Regions from separate parts of the Hordeum vulgare genome. Here region 1 is linked to region 2. The links are chromatin contacts, called in public Hi-C maps. All regions are on one chromosome and are shown on one strand. The core of a region is the stretch at or near the end of the contact, and the rest is flanking DNA. Distances in the headings are between cores, read along the strand shown.

Region 1 (6,202 bases), core at 348-2,847, 480 kb after region 2:
TTGTTTACTAGCATGTGTAGGGTGCACTAGACTTGTTAGAATTGCTAAAATCAGCCAACCATTAAAATTGAGAAAATGCTAGGATTTTAATTTATGTAAGTAGTCTATTCACCCCCCCTCCCCAGACACCCATTAAAATTGAGAAAATGCTAGGATTTAATTTATGTAAAATTGAGACTGCATGTGTAGTGTTCAGTCTCTTCGTCATTTGTGGCTAGAGGTTGACCAGGGTGAGTTGTATGTCGTTTTACTTGTGATGTGTTGGGTTGCGTTGTATGCGGCTTGACATTGTATAAGGCGTCTTGCCTGTTTTTTAAAGGAGGAAGATCCCCGGCCTCTACATCTAGGTGATGCATGCAGCAACTTTATTGATTATTCATAAAAAACCTTACAAAGCAGTACAATAGTAAGTCTGGAGCCACCGTCTAGGCAATTTCTATCGCTATTCCTATCCAGTTCATGAAGGAATGTTGATAGTCTGGGCCTAATACCAAATAGACCTCACAGCTAAGCCTAACATCTAAGAGAAGAGGCCCCAACCAAGCCACTTGCCGAGTATGGGGCACCCACCGGTCCGGCGCACAAACAGAGGCCGCCGCCACCACCTACCACCAATCCATCATCAGAGTTGTACTGACGCATCAACCTTGCCCGGTCTAGTGGTCGTCGATGCCAGCACGATGCCACACAACGCCACCATCCTGCGCTCGTTCATCAACACAAACCCAGCAGGGAGACCCCGCTGCTCCTTGTTGCTGAGACCTGTGGTTGTCGACGTGCCACATGCAACGCCGCTCCTCCTTCGCGAACACGACCTGCAGCCACTGGTCTCATCCCCCTCCACCTGCAGATCCTCTATACTCCCAACCGAGCTCCAAGGTCCCTCACGACACCTTCACAAAGGAAAGCGGGCCCCATGGACGATGCAGCAGGCCAAGGTTTCCTCCGGACCCAAAATACACCACTAGGGCTCACCATCACCGGGGCCTCCAGCCGCAAACCACCGGGATGACGAGAGAGACAGCAGGAGAAAGGGGACCTCCAGATCTGACACCGCGGCCGCTCGGGATCAGTCTGCCGCCACGGCCACCACTGGTGACCTATCGGCCGGCGCGCTCTAGATGAAGGCCGTCGTGGGCCAGATTGACGTCGTCGCCACCGATCGGGGCCTCATCCTCGAGAACGGAGATCCCGCGTATCCTGAGCCCGAAGTAAGAGGTTGATGCCTTCACCGCCGCCATCGCACGCATGGGCTTAACCCGGCGCCGACCACGGGCGGTGGCGGAGGGGAGCGGGAAGGAGGAGGGTGACCGGCGGCGGAGAGTTGGGTCCCTTGGTCGCTCGTGCGGTAGACGACGGAGGGGGGAGTCACGAAGCCGTCTTGCCTCTTGTTCTAGATATTGATATAAACCTCTTTGGTATGTATCCTTAAAAGAAGGCAAGCCAAAGTTTTTGTTCCGTTTGCGGGGTGCCCGCCTGATGTACCGTGAGCAATGCTACACATACATAATTTTATATGGGTTTTACAAACACATGGATTTTGATTAAAGATTAAGGGGATGAGGCCCCACCCCTTTGAAAATCAAGAAAGAATGAATAGTTAGAAAGAAAAAAAATCATAATCAGCGTATAACCTTGTATAACGCCGTGTATGGCATGACACATGATGCATGTCCTTCATGTGGCAGGGAGCCAGGGACACCTGCTGCCATAGACATCATGATTTTTTGATATTTTTGCGGGGAGCCACACACAACATTTGACCAAGACGACACTGAAGACAGCAACGTCGACGACGAAGGCTGCTTGATAAACTAGCAGGCACGAGCAACACAAGCCAATGCAGTGACCAGACCGAACGCTGGTAAGCAGACAAAGCTCCTGGCTCCTTCTTCCTCCTCCATGGAAGCCAGCAACTGCTCCATTGCTCTGGAAACTACAGGCCATGCCGCTGCACATGGCACAAGCGCGCCCGCTCTGCTCCTCTTGTCTTCTGTGGCTGCGATTGGCGCGTTTCTGGTCTACTTCTACGCGCCATTCTGGGCCGTCAGGAGGGTCCCGGGGCCTCCCACCAGGTTCCCCCTCGGCCATCTCCATCTTCTCGCCAACGACGGACCAGACGTCTTCCGCGCCATCGCTAAGGAGCACGGCCCCATCTTCCGGTAGTAATGTTGTATCCATCTTCTTCTTCATCTTCTTAATCTTCTGCAGGTGTCATGTAATGTTCGATCTTCGATCGGTGCAGGTTTCACATGGGGAGGCAGCCGCTGGTGATCGTGGCGAATGCGGAGCTGTGCAAGGAGGTGGGCATCAAGAAGTTCAAGGACATCCGTAACCGGAGCACCCCGCCGCCGACGGTGGGGTCGCTGCACCAGGACGCGCTCTTCCTCACCAGGGACTCCACGTGGTCCTCCATGAGGAACACGGTCATCCCGCTCTACCAGCCGGCACGGCTCGCCTGCCTCGTCCCGACGATGCAGCCCTACGTCGACGCGCTGGTGGACAGTGTCGCCGCCTGCCCGGACCAGGACTGCGTCCCCTTCTGCCAGCTCTCGCTGCGCATGGCCATCGACATCATCGGCAAGACGGCCTTCGGCATCGACTTCGGCCTCTGCAAGAAGGTCGCCGCCGCGGACGGCGGCGAAGACGTGAGGGGGTTCTTGGAGGAGTACAAGAGGTCTATGGAATTCATCAAGATGGACCTGTCCAGCTCGCTGTCCACCATCCTCGGGCTCTTCCTCCCGTGCGCCCAGACGCCGTGCAAGCGCCTGCTGCGGCGGGTGCCCGGCACCGCGGACTACAAGATGGAGGAGAACGAGCGCCTGCTGTGCCGCCGCATCGACGCCATCATCGCCGGCCGGCGCAGGGACCGCGAGAACAGCGCCTCCGAGCCGGGCGCCGCGCTGGACTTCATCGCGGCGCTGCTGGACGCAAGAGAGAGCGGCGCCAGGGACCTGGCGCTGGAGGACAAGCACGTGCGCGCGCTGGCGTACGAGCACCTGATCGCCGGGACCAAGACGACGGCGTTCACGGTGTCGTCGGTGCTGTACCTGGTGTCGTGCCACCCGCGCGTGGAGGAGAAACTGCTGGCGGAGGTGGACGCGTTCGACGGCGCGGCCCCCGACGCCGACGACCTCCAGGGCAGGTTCCCGTACCTCGACCTGGTGGTCAAGGAGGCCATGAGGTTCCACCTGGTGTCGCCGCTGATCGCCAGGGAGACCTCCGAGGAGGTGGAGATCGCCGGGTACCAGCTCCCGAAGGGCACGTACGTGTGGCTGGCGCCGGGTGTGCTGGCCCGCGACGCGCGGCAGTTCCCGGAGCCGGAGGAGTTCCGGCCAGAGCGGTTCGCGCCGGAGGGGGAGGAGGAACGGGGGCGGCACCCTTACGCGCACATCCCCTTCGGCATCGGGCCGAGGGCGTGCGTGGGTCACAGGTTCGCGCTGCAGCAGGTGAAGCTCGCCGTGGTGCACCTGTACCGACGGTACGTCTTCCGCCACTCGCCGGCCATGGAGTCGCCCATCCAGTTCGACTTCGACCTCGTCCTCGGCTTCCGCCACGGCGTCAAGCTCAGAGCCATCAGGAGGACGACGAGGGACTGATTGACATGCCCCAATCACAAGCATGAGCATGAAACGACAGCTTGAGCTGAATTTACATCATGTATAGATTGGTGGCCACAGGTTAAGCTGCTGATATTCTGATTAACTAGTAGTTATTAGAAAAAAGTCATGAGCCCGAATAAATTCATCAGGCAGAGCGAGAGACAACATAAAGCACGAGTCTTAACCGCCATCCATAAGAAGATGAGAAACCTAGAGTCTCATACATGACGCGCGAGCCAAACCCATGGCACTACCAACAAAAACCGCAACACGGACAGCCTGCCTCCAAGCCTACCGTCACTCCGAGATTAGACATGAGGCTCCTGCCGCAAAATGGAAGAAGCTGAGGCCCGAATCTTAGACAGCAGCAGGTTGAAGTTGTGTCTGTCTTCAAGCTTAGTCAATAATCTCCACTACTGCAGGAACAAGCAAGCTTTAAATAAGCAATCAACGGGTTTAGCAGGAAAGATATGTTCAATAGTGAATTTGTTCCTCGTAGTCCATATAGCCCAACACACCGCCGCTAGCCCAATCCAGAACAAACGCATCGTATCCCCCACCAGGGGACTCACGAGATTACGAAGCTCAGAGAAAGACGCAGGGGGCCAAGTCACTCGCAACCAAGAGCGGAAGCAACACCAGATCAATTTAGCCAAGACACAGTTAAAGAAAATATGATTGGTGTCCTCCGGAGCGTCACATAGGGCACAGCGGTCCGATCCCGGACCGTTGCGTTTCCTAATCTGACCAGCAGCTGGGAGCGGCCCCTGAAAGCTTGCCACAATAAGATTTTAATCTTAGGAGGAATACGCGCACGCCAAATCTGGCGAAACTTAGTCAACGGGGTCCCAGCAATCAGCTTTGAGTATAAAGATTTAACCGAGAACCGGCTCGAGGATGAGTGAGGCCAGACCACCGAGTCTTCTGCCTCCGAGAGCGAGGGAAAAGGGCAGCAAGATGCTTCCATTGAGCCAACTCTTCAGGAGACAACGCACGCGGGAAGGCCAAGTCCGAGTTATCACCCGCCAGCTCTGCAATGGAAATATCACGATTAGGGCAGAAAGAGAATAGTGTAGGGAAGGTAACCGCAAGAGTAGAGTCCCCACACCACCAATCCAACCAAAATCGGGTCGAGGCGCCATTACCCACCAGAAATTTGACATGGTGTTTGAATATCGGGCGCACCTTCACCAGATCCTTCAAGAACTGAGATCCACCCCTAGGGGAGGCGAACATAGGGTTAGAGGAGGGAAAATATTTCGCCTTGAGAATAGAGAACCAAAGGGAGCCTCGGCCCGAGGACATAATTTTCCACCACCACTTGATCATAAGGCACTTGTTCATCACCGCGGTGTTAATGATGCCCAAACCTCCCATGTTTTTGGGCCTACAAATAATGTTCCATTTGACAAAGTGATACTTATGCTTATTCTCCACTGAGTTCCAATAAAAAGCACCTCTATGATTGTCGAAACCATCGTGCGTACCCGCAGAGAGAAGGTAAAAACCCATGGTGAACCTAGGAAGGGAGGATAGACAGGAGTTCGTCAAGGCCAGCTTACCTGCATTCGTATTATATCTACCTCTCCACGGCAGCAATCTATTGCCAACCTTGTTGACAATAGGTGCAAACTCCTTGGCACAGAGCTTATCTGGGGCAATCAGGAGACCCCAAATATTTAAAAGGAAAGGAGCACATGCTGTAATTAAGGAGGTGCGCCACGCGCCTAGCCTCACCGTCCTCAACACCAGTGATAATCACCTTGTTCTTCGCGAAGTTAATTTTAAATCCCGACAGAGCTTCAAAGCAAAGTAGAATGAACTTGAGATGGGCAAGGCAGGAATCATTAAGCTCCACCATGATAATGGTATCGTCCGCATATTGAAGGTGGGTGACCCCATGGGGGATTAGGTGAGAAATCACCGGAGAGATATGGCCCGAGGTAGCCACCCGAGACAAAATGTGTGAGAATACATCGGCAACAATGTTAAAAAGGAACGGGGAAGCCGGGTCCCCTTGCCTTAGGCCCCTGTCGTGGGCAAAAAATGGACTGGTATGCCCATTCACTGAAATCGTCGTGTGCCCACCGAAAACCAACTGCATAATCCTATGCACATATGCCCCGTCAAAGCCTTCGGCGAGCAGAACCTGTCTAAGGAAAGGCCAACTAACCGAGTCATACGCTTTCTCAAAGTCCGACTTAAGAACCACCACTTGCACATTGCGGGATTTGAGATCATGTACAATCTCATGAAGGCAGAAAATACCGTCGAGGATGAATCTACCTTTCACGAAAGCAGATTGGAAAGGGCTAAGCGTGCGATGCACAACAGGGGACACGCACAAGGCAAAACCCTTGGCAGCAAATTTAGACATATGATTAATAATGGCAATCGGCCTAAATTGGGATATGAGCTCCGCACCCTTGACCTTAGGGATGAGGGGAATAACCGCATAATTAAGGCAGGATATATCCACCGTCCCAAGACAAAACCCTGGAATGATCCTACAAACAAGGGACTCAAGCTGTGGCCAGAAATTTTTTGAAGAAAGGAATGGAGAAACCATCAGGTCCCGAAGCCGCGTTGGGATTAGCTGA
Region 2 (5,980 bases), core at 2,974-5,473:
GCTTTTCAATACTTAGGGCATAACTACAGATTTCGCGCAGGGCCCCCAATTTCTGAGGACGGCCCTGCTTCAAGTGATCCCAGCCTTGGAACTATGTAACCATGCTAGGTCATGTGATAGTTAGGGTCGTGTTTCATTTCATCTCTTAATTACAGTATTAAACAATTTATGGTATTTGAGTAACTGAAACATCCACTTCTTATAAGCTAGAGTAAGATAACACTAGACTTCTGTATCACCCCTACGGTGTCATTGCCTCGGGATGGACATCATAAGGTCATGTTGACGTTGATGCACTCTTCCTTCACCTGCGCAAAGAGCTCCGAGTTCAGATACCTCTCTGCACCACTGGAAAACATTGTCACAACCATCTTTCCCCTTTTCTCCTCTCTTGATGCAACCTATCAGGGTACTGCATAATAAGCGGATTTGTATAGTATTTACTGTAGCACCTGCAAATTAAAAAATATCCTAGACTGTTCAAAAAGGAGCTTGCCTTTAAACATGCTGCTGCATTTGCCCCTGAAGATATGCCAACAAGCAATCCTTCTTCCCTTGCCAACCTTCTAGCCATGTCCATAGCTTCTTGAGTAGTTACTGTTACAATTTCATCTATCTGGGATCTATCCAATATTTCTGGCACAAAACCTGGCCCTATTCCTAGGATGTTGTGGAAGGACGGCTCGCCACCTACAGATCACAGGCAGGGAAGATCTTGCTGATTTACAAGCCAAAAAAGGTAGCCAGGTTTATAACCAAACATGTCTAGTAGGAGTATCATTTATTCAATATATTTATCATAGTAGTAGTAGTTTCTTGCCTGATATCACTGGACTTTCAGCTGGTTCAACGCACATTAATTTTATAGATGGGTTCTTCATCTTGAGATACCTCCCCACGCCTGTGATGGTGCCTCCTGAACCAGAAGCAGCTATAAATATGTCCACTTCGCCTGCTGTATCTTTCCATATCTCAGGTCCTAAGGACATATTTAGTTCGATACATTAGTGCCGAGGTTCATTTTTTAGTCAAGAATCTCAAAATAAAATAAAAATAAATAGAAAAGTTGCATGGAAGTGTGATCCTGCAAAGGCCAACACCACATGACAACATTTATTGCATATCATCCATCAATTTACTTGGGTTGCTGCTTCACTTATAAAGCGGGGCGAAAGCCTTTTGCAGTTAGTCAGTTAGTTCATAGTCTTCAACTGAGTTTTGGGTCTTGTAATCAAAGAATCTAAAGTTACTCAAACGCTACTTCTGTTGCATCCAGTTTAGTTCAAAGAAATTGTGTTACCACTTACCGATCCATCTGAAATGGGCATCGGGATTTGCAGGATTGGTGAATTGATCAAGAACATACACATTTTCCACATCCTTCTTCAGCTGTTCTACCCTATCAAGTAAAGCTTTGAATCCATGCTGTACAGCATCTGCAGGAGACAAGCATGTTACCATCTGACACGTGATATGAGGGGCATGGTACCTCAGATCCTTACCAACTAATACCACTTCTATGCCAAGGTATCGCATAAGTATCTGCTTATCAAGCGAGAGTTTAGCAGGCATGAGGGCGATGAACTTGTATCCTTTCTGAGCAGCAATGAACGCCACACCGATGCCAAGATTACTACTTGTGACCCCCAGAAGCGTTGTGATGCCAGGTGTGATCAAGCCTTTCTCCTCTGCATCTTCGATCAATCTGCAAAAGATTTCATTCATTCATATTGTTGTCTATACTCATGATGTTACGAATGGTACATTTGAGGTGAATAATTTCTTCCTCGGAATGGAGTAAAAAAGAGTAGCCACCTGAGAGCACTCCGATCTTTCACAGAGGAAAGGGGCTGGTATGGCTCAATCTTCCCAATCAGCCGTCTTTCTCAGCGATGTTTCTCAGTTCTATCAGTGGTGTCCAACCAATGAGCTGGAAAGCATAGAATTTACTTGCAGATTAAAGATAACAAGCTTTGTACAGTGAAGGAATAATGACTATATACAGAGTACTAGGCACCTGCGTGATGTTGGTGACGATGCACTCCCCTTGTGAGGACAGAAGAGATGGTATCCCTTTCCTTCCTTCCTGCGGCTCCATTACTCTGGTACTTATTTTGCAACAAATAAAACTAGAAGACCTAGCAAGCTCGAATGTCTTGAACAAATGGATGCACAGAAATAAGAGGCGCTCCAGCATTCAATGATGTTATATAGCTGAGAAGTCCCATTCTGATGGTATACTACATGGATAAATTAATACTGGATTTGGAGGTTTCAGGGAATTGTCCCTGAAACTTCCATCCAGACATTTTTTTAATTGAAGTTTGTTGACATATGACACTACATCAGTGTGCAGCATGCCAATGAGATATCAAATTCAGAAACCACCGATTGGATAGAAGCCTAGAACTTGGAACACAAGTTTCCCTGCATGACAAGAAACGACCCATCGGTTGGAGGCCTGGAACTTGGGCCACAAGTTTCCCTGCTTAGAGAACAAGACAATCAACCATCATGCAGAGGGTGAAAAGGAACATTGTTGTAAGTACAGTACATAATTTTAATCTGAGATGAACCGTCAATCATCCTGCTGTATATGCTAGTATTAAATACTCAAGGCAGTGATGAATTATTTCGCAATTTAGCAGGTTGCAAAGTACCAAATGTAGCCGTTGTTAGTTTCGTGGCCTGTGACTTCAATGCAAGTTGAGACGACTGGTTACGTACTCATGAACTGAAGATGCTGGAGTAATCAACAGAGATTTGTTTGGCAAGCTTCCCTGCTCTCTGAAAAGATAATTAGTTAAGGTGTGTGCTATGACCTATGAAACAACTCGCTGTTGTTTTGTTCATGGCCTTGCTATCTAATTTTCACTGTTTTAGTCGGGTTTTTTTTTTAAAAAAAAAATGCTTGTTTCTCACCTTCTTGGTGTATTGGATTATTACATAGAAAAGAAAACATTCACCGGAGTTTATCTATCTTTCATCTACATTGTTGTGCTTACAAGGAGGCTGATGCTTGGATTCTAAGCACGCAGCACTAAAGTTATAATTTCTACTCCCTCCTTGTGGGCAACAACCCGTAACCTCATGGGCAACAATTTTACTGCTGTGCCGTTCAAATGGATGTATCTAGAAGTAAATAAAAAATCAAAGATGACCAACCATTGTAGTCAATTAAATCATTTGAATCTGTTTACCAAAGTATCATAAGAGTGACAATTGCATTGTAAGATCATAAGCATATTTTTTACCCAGTGGGCGACTACTCCTGTGTCAGTTTAATGCCCGTGGCACCCAAGTAGCTGGAATAATTAGGCCAAGGAAAATTCAAAGACAAAAGGGGTACTTTATCATGGCATGGGTGACCTGAGTTGTTCATCTGACATGTTAAGTACGGGTTTGGCGAGAAAAAGCGCTCGTTCCAGATTCAGACACAGAAATGGTGGGACAACTTCAGAGAACTTATTGGCGAGGAGTCTGTGGCCTGTTCATTATTCAGTAGATTCTACACTATCTAGGACACTAGGAAACTTTAGATTTCTGTTAATTTTTCACTTCCGAATCCATTTAGGACATACTCGTCCATTTAGATTCAGATCAGAGATCACATCGCCAACAAAAGTGTTTGAGACATCAACAACAAATAATTGCAAGGTAACTGTACCACTGTTTCCGGTGTCCATTCAAATTGCCGAATCACTGATCTGGTAGCCTCAGACCTCTTATAGGGAATGCATGATTTGCGTGTGAATTTTAGAGGGCTTTTCATGTCTCCTGTGAAATTATTGTGTTCCAAACAGGCCCTAGATAATCTAGCCACTTCTGATGGCGCTGTGGCATCGTGGTGCCGTGGTATTTGCCTTCAAAATCCAAAATCCACAACTGAATGGAAATGGACATAATTGCGAGTTGGGAGCGTAACAAGTAACAAGTCAGAACGACAAATTTAGTTTCTTAAATTGGCATGAAATATTCCACACTATCTCATTCTCGTGGAGTGCAAACGGCCTATTAGAACCACATTTGATACAAGTGGAAGTCAATTCATTATGTGTCATCCGAAGGAAACAAAATAATGTAACCTCCAACCACAGTTAGCTGATTCAAAGATGACCCCCCAACAGAAGCCAATGCGAAATACCATCGCACTATATGATGAACGTTTCACTTTCAGTTTCAGGCCTCGGTCACTGGCATCCACACGAAGTTGTACATGCCTACCTGGCTACGTGATACATCCACTAAGCCTCCCCAGCAATCGCCTCCAAACACTGAGCCATCAGGTTGCGCGTCCAGAAATGAGGGTTTCCGCTTTCTACGCATCATTTTCACAAAAGGAAGAAGTGGCAAAAGTTCAGGGTATTAATCGACATCACAGATCACAAGTCACATTGCATGCAGAAAGGCAGCAGTTTGAGGTTCTCTTTGTGGGATGGAGCAATAGTTGTCCGGCTATTCCTACTGTATCCATGAATCCTTTTATTTTTTTAAACGGAGGCAAAGATTGCTTCACCTATTAAATAAGTAGAAGAGAAGTGTTCAGTTAATTACAAAAATCGAACAAAAACCGATACAACAATGGCCAAGCCCACTCCCAAAGACTGGAACACTCAGGGCAAACCCTCCCTAATCTACGACATGTCAACCTACGGTCAGACAACGCAACTTCGTCTCTAACGAAGAACTCTGTAGGACAAAACCAGGAACGACTGGCGTCACCGAAGATTGCCGAACGGGCTACCTGCAGCCAGTCATCGTATACCGCAGGGCCCCACCACCGCAGTTTTGACTCCATAGCAACAAACAAACCGAGGCAAAACCGTGGACACGCCGAAAAAGAGCCGACTACCGCAACCATTGCCCCGTTGCCGGCATCGCTCCCACCATCATCGTTGCCACAGAAGTCTGGACGCCACACTCACCACCAACCGCCATCCACTGGTCCCGTTCACCAACGCCAAGCTCTCAAGACGAAGCCCCCAAGAGGGAATACGACATCAAGGCGCGTCATCGTCCGATCACAGATCAGGGTTTCCCCCGGAGAGGCCGAAATGGCCAGATCCGTGTAGGAGGGATGGGAGAACAAGCAACAATGCCTCCAAGAAGGTCAACGATGGCCATAGCCGCCGCCATCGCTGGTCATGGCACGAGGCCAGGACATGGTTTTCACCAAGCTTCACACCACCTCGGTCGCACATCATCCCGCATTGGCGTCGGCAAGCCACCAAACATCACCACCATCGAAGATGTCCATTGACAAAGAAGCATCAAGACCCGCCGCAGCCAACCGCACCTCGCGGTGACCACCGATGGCCGGAGACCGGATCCGCATCACACGCCGCCGGAACGCACTTCCTCGTCGCCATGGGCCTCCGATCCGCGCATCCCGAGGAGCATCCACCGCATAGACATACCCCGGCCACGCCCCTCGCGGCCGAAGCCGCTGCTCGAGCGCCATACCAGCCGCGCAAGCCCCTCCACCATGAGCTCAGCCATGGCAGCAAGGCCGCCTGAGCACCAGCACCATAACAGCCCTCCACCATACCGTCTATAAACTGCTACTATAGCATGCAATATAGGAGTAGTATTTTTTTTGGGTGAGACCCGATCAAAATCTTTTTGTTGAAATATTGATGCTACATTGAAACTTAACATCAGAACAGTGACATGCAGCCCTGCTCTAGAGCTTAACATAGTGGCAGGAATATATATATTTTTTAAGCCTGGAACTATAGAACAAGTCTTCTACCGTAATTTTCATATAGTAAGTTCACTTGTTACTCGGATGGTCATGGGAACAGTAGCACCGTCAATTATGTTAACTAACCATGAAGCACCTACTCTTCTCAGTTTTGAAGTCAGTTTTGGCATGAGAACACTAGTAGACTTGTAGCACACAATCAAGAGGTTGTTCACAAGAGAATGCTCGAGTTGGATTTATCTAACTGTGAGGATCATTGATTGATTCAGTGTGGTA

The links. A called contact is a pair of places that touch in the nucleus more often than the background predicts.
Region 1: a Hi-C map of leaf shows a contact between it and region 2, with 4 times the contacts expected there. The contact joins the promoter of LOC123402753 here to the enhancer-like site in region 2. A contact is called at or near these places in 4 of 6 Hi-C or Micro-C datasets (leaf and seedling).

Annotation. Positions count from the first base shown.
Region 1 is chr6H:208,823,482-208,829,683 of MorexV3_pseudomolecules_assembly, forward strand. LOC123402753 (cytochrome P450 711A1-like) reads left to right here and starts at 1,598. Exons shown (of 2, transcript XM_045096706.1): 1 at 1,598-2,162; 2 at 2,246-4,049. The coding sequence starts at 1,903. The coding sequence ends at 3,599.
Region 2 is chr6H:208,339,853-208,345,832 of MorexV3_pseudomolecules_assembly, forward strand. LOC123403647 (a long non-coding RNA gene) reads left to right here. Exons shown (of 4, transcript XR_006611523.1): 2 at 1,341-1,527; 3 at 1,605-2,541; 4 at 2,646-2,979. It also overlaps the pseudogene LOC123403644 and the pseudogene LOC123403645. Among protein-coding and RNA genes, the nearest start is that of LOC123403647, 7.7 kb to the left of the region's middle. Within about 2 kb of position 4,224, at least 1 of the 3 cell types and tissues checked has open chromatin away from gene starts, as enhancers often do. A contact at or near this core is called in leaf, where this site is marked.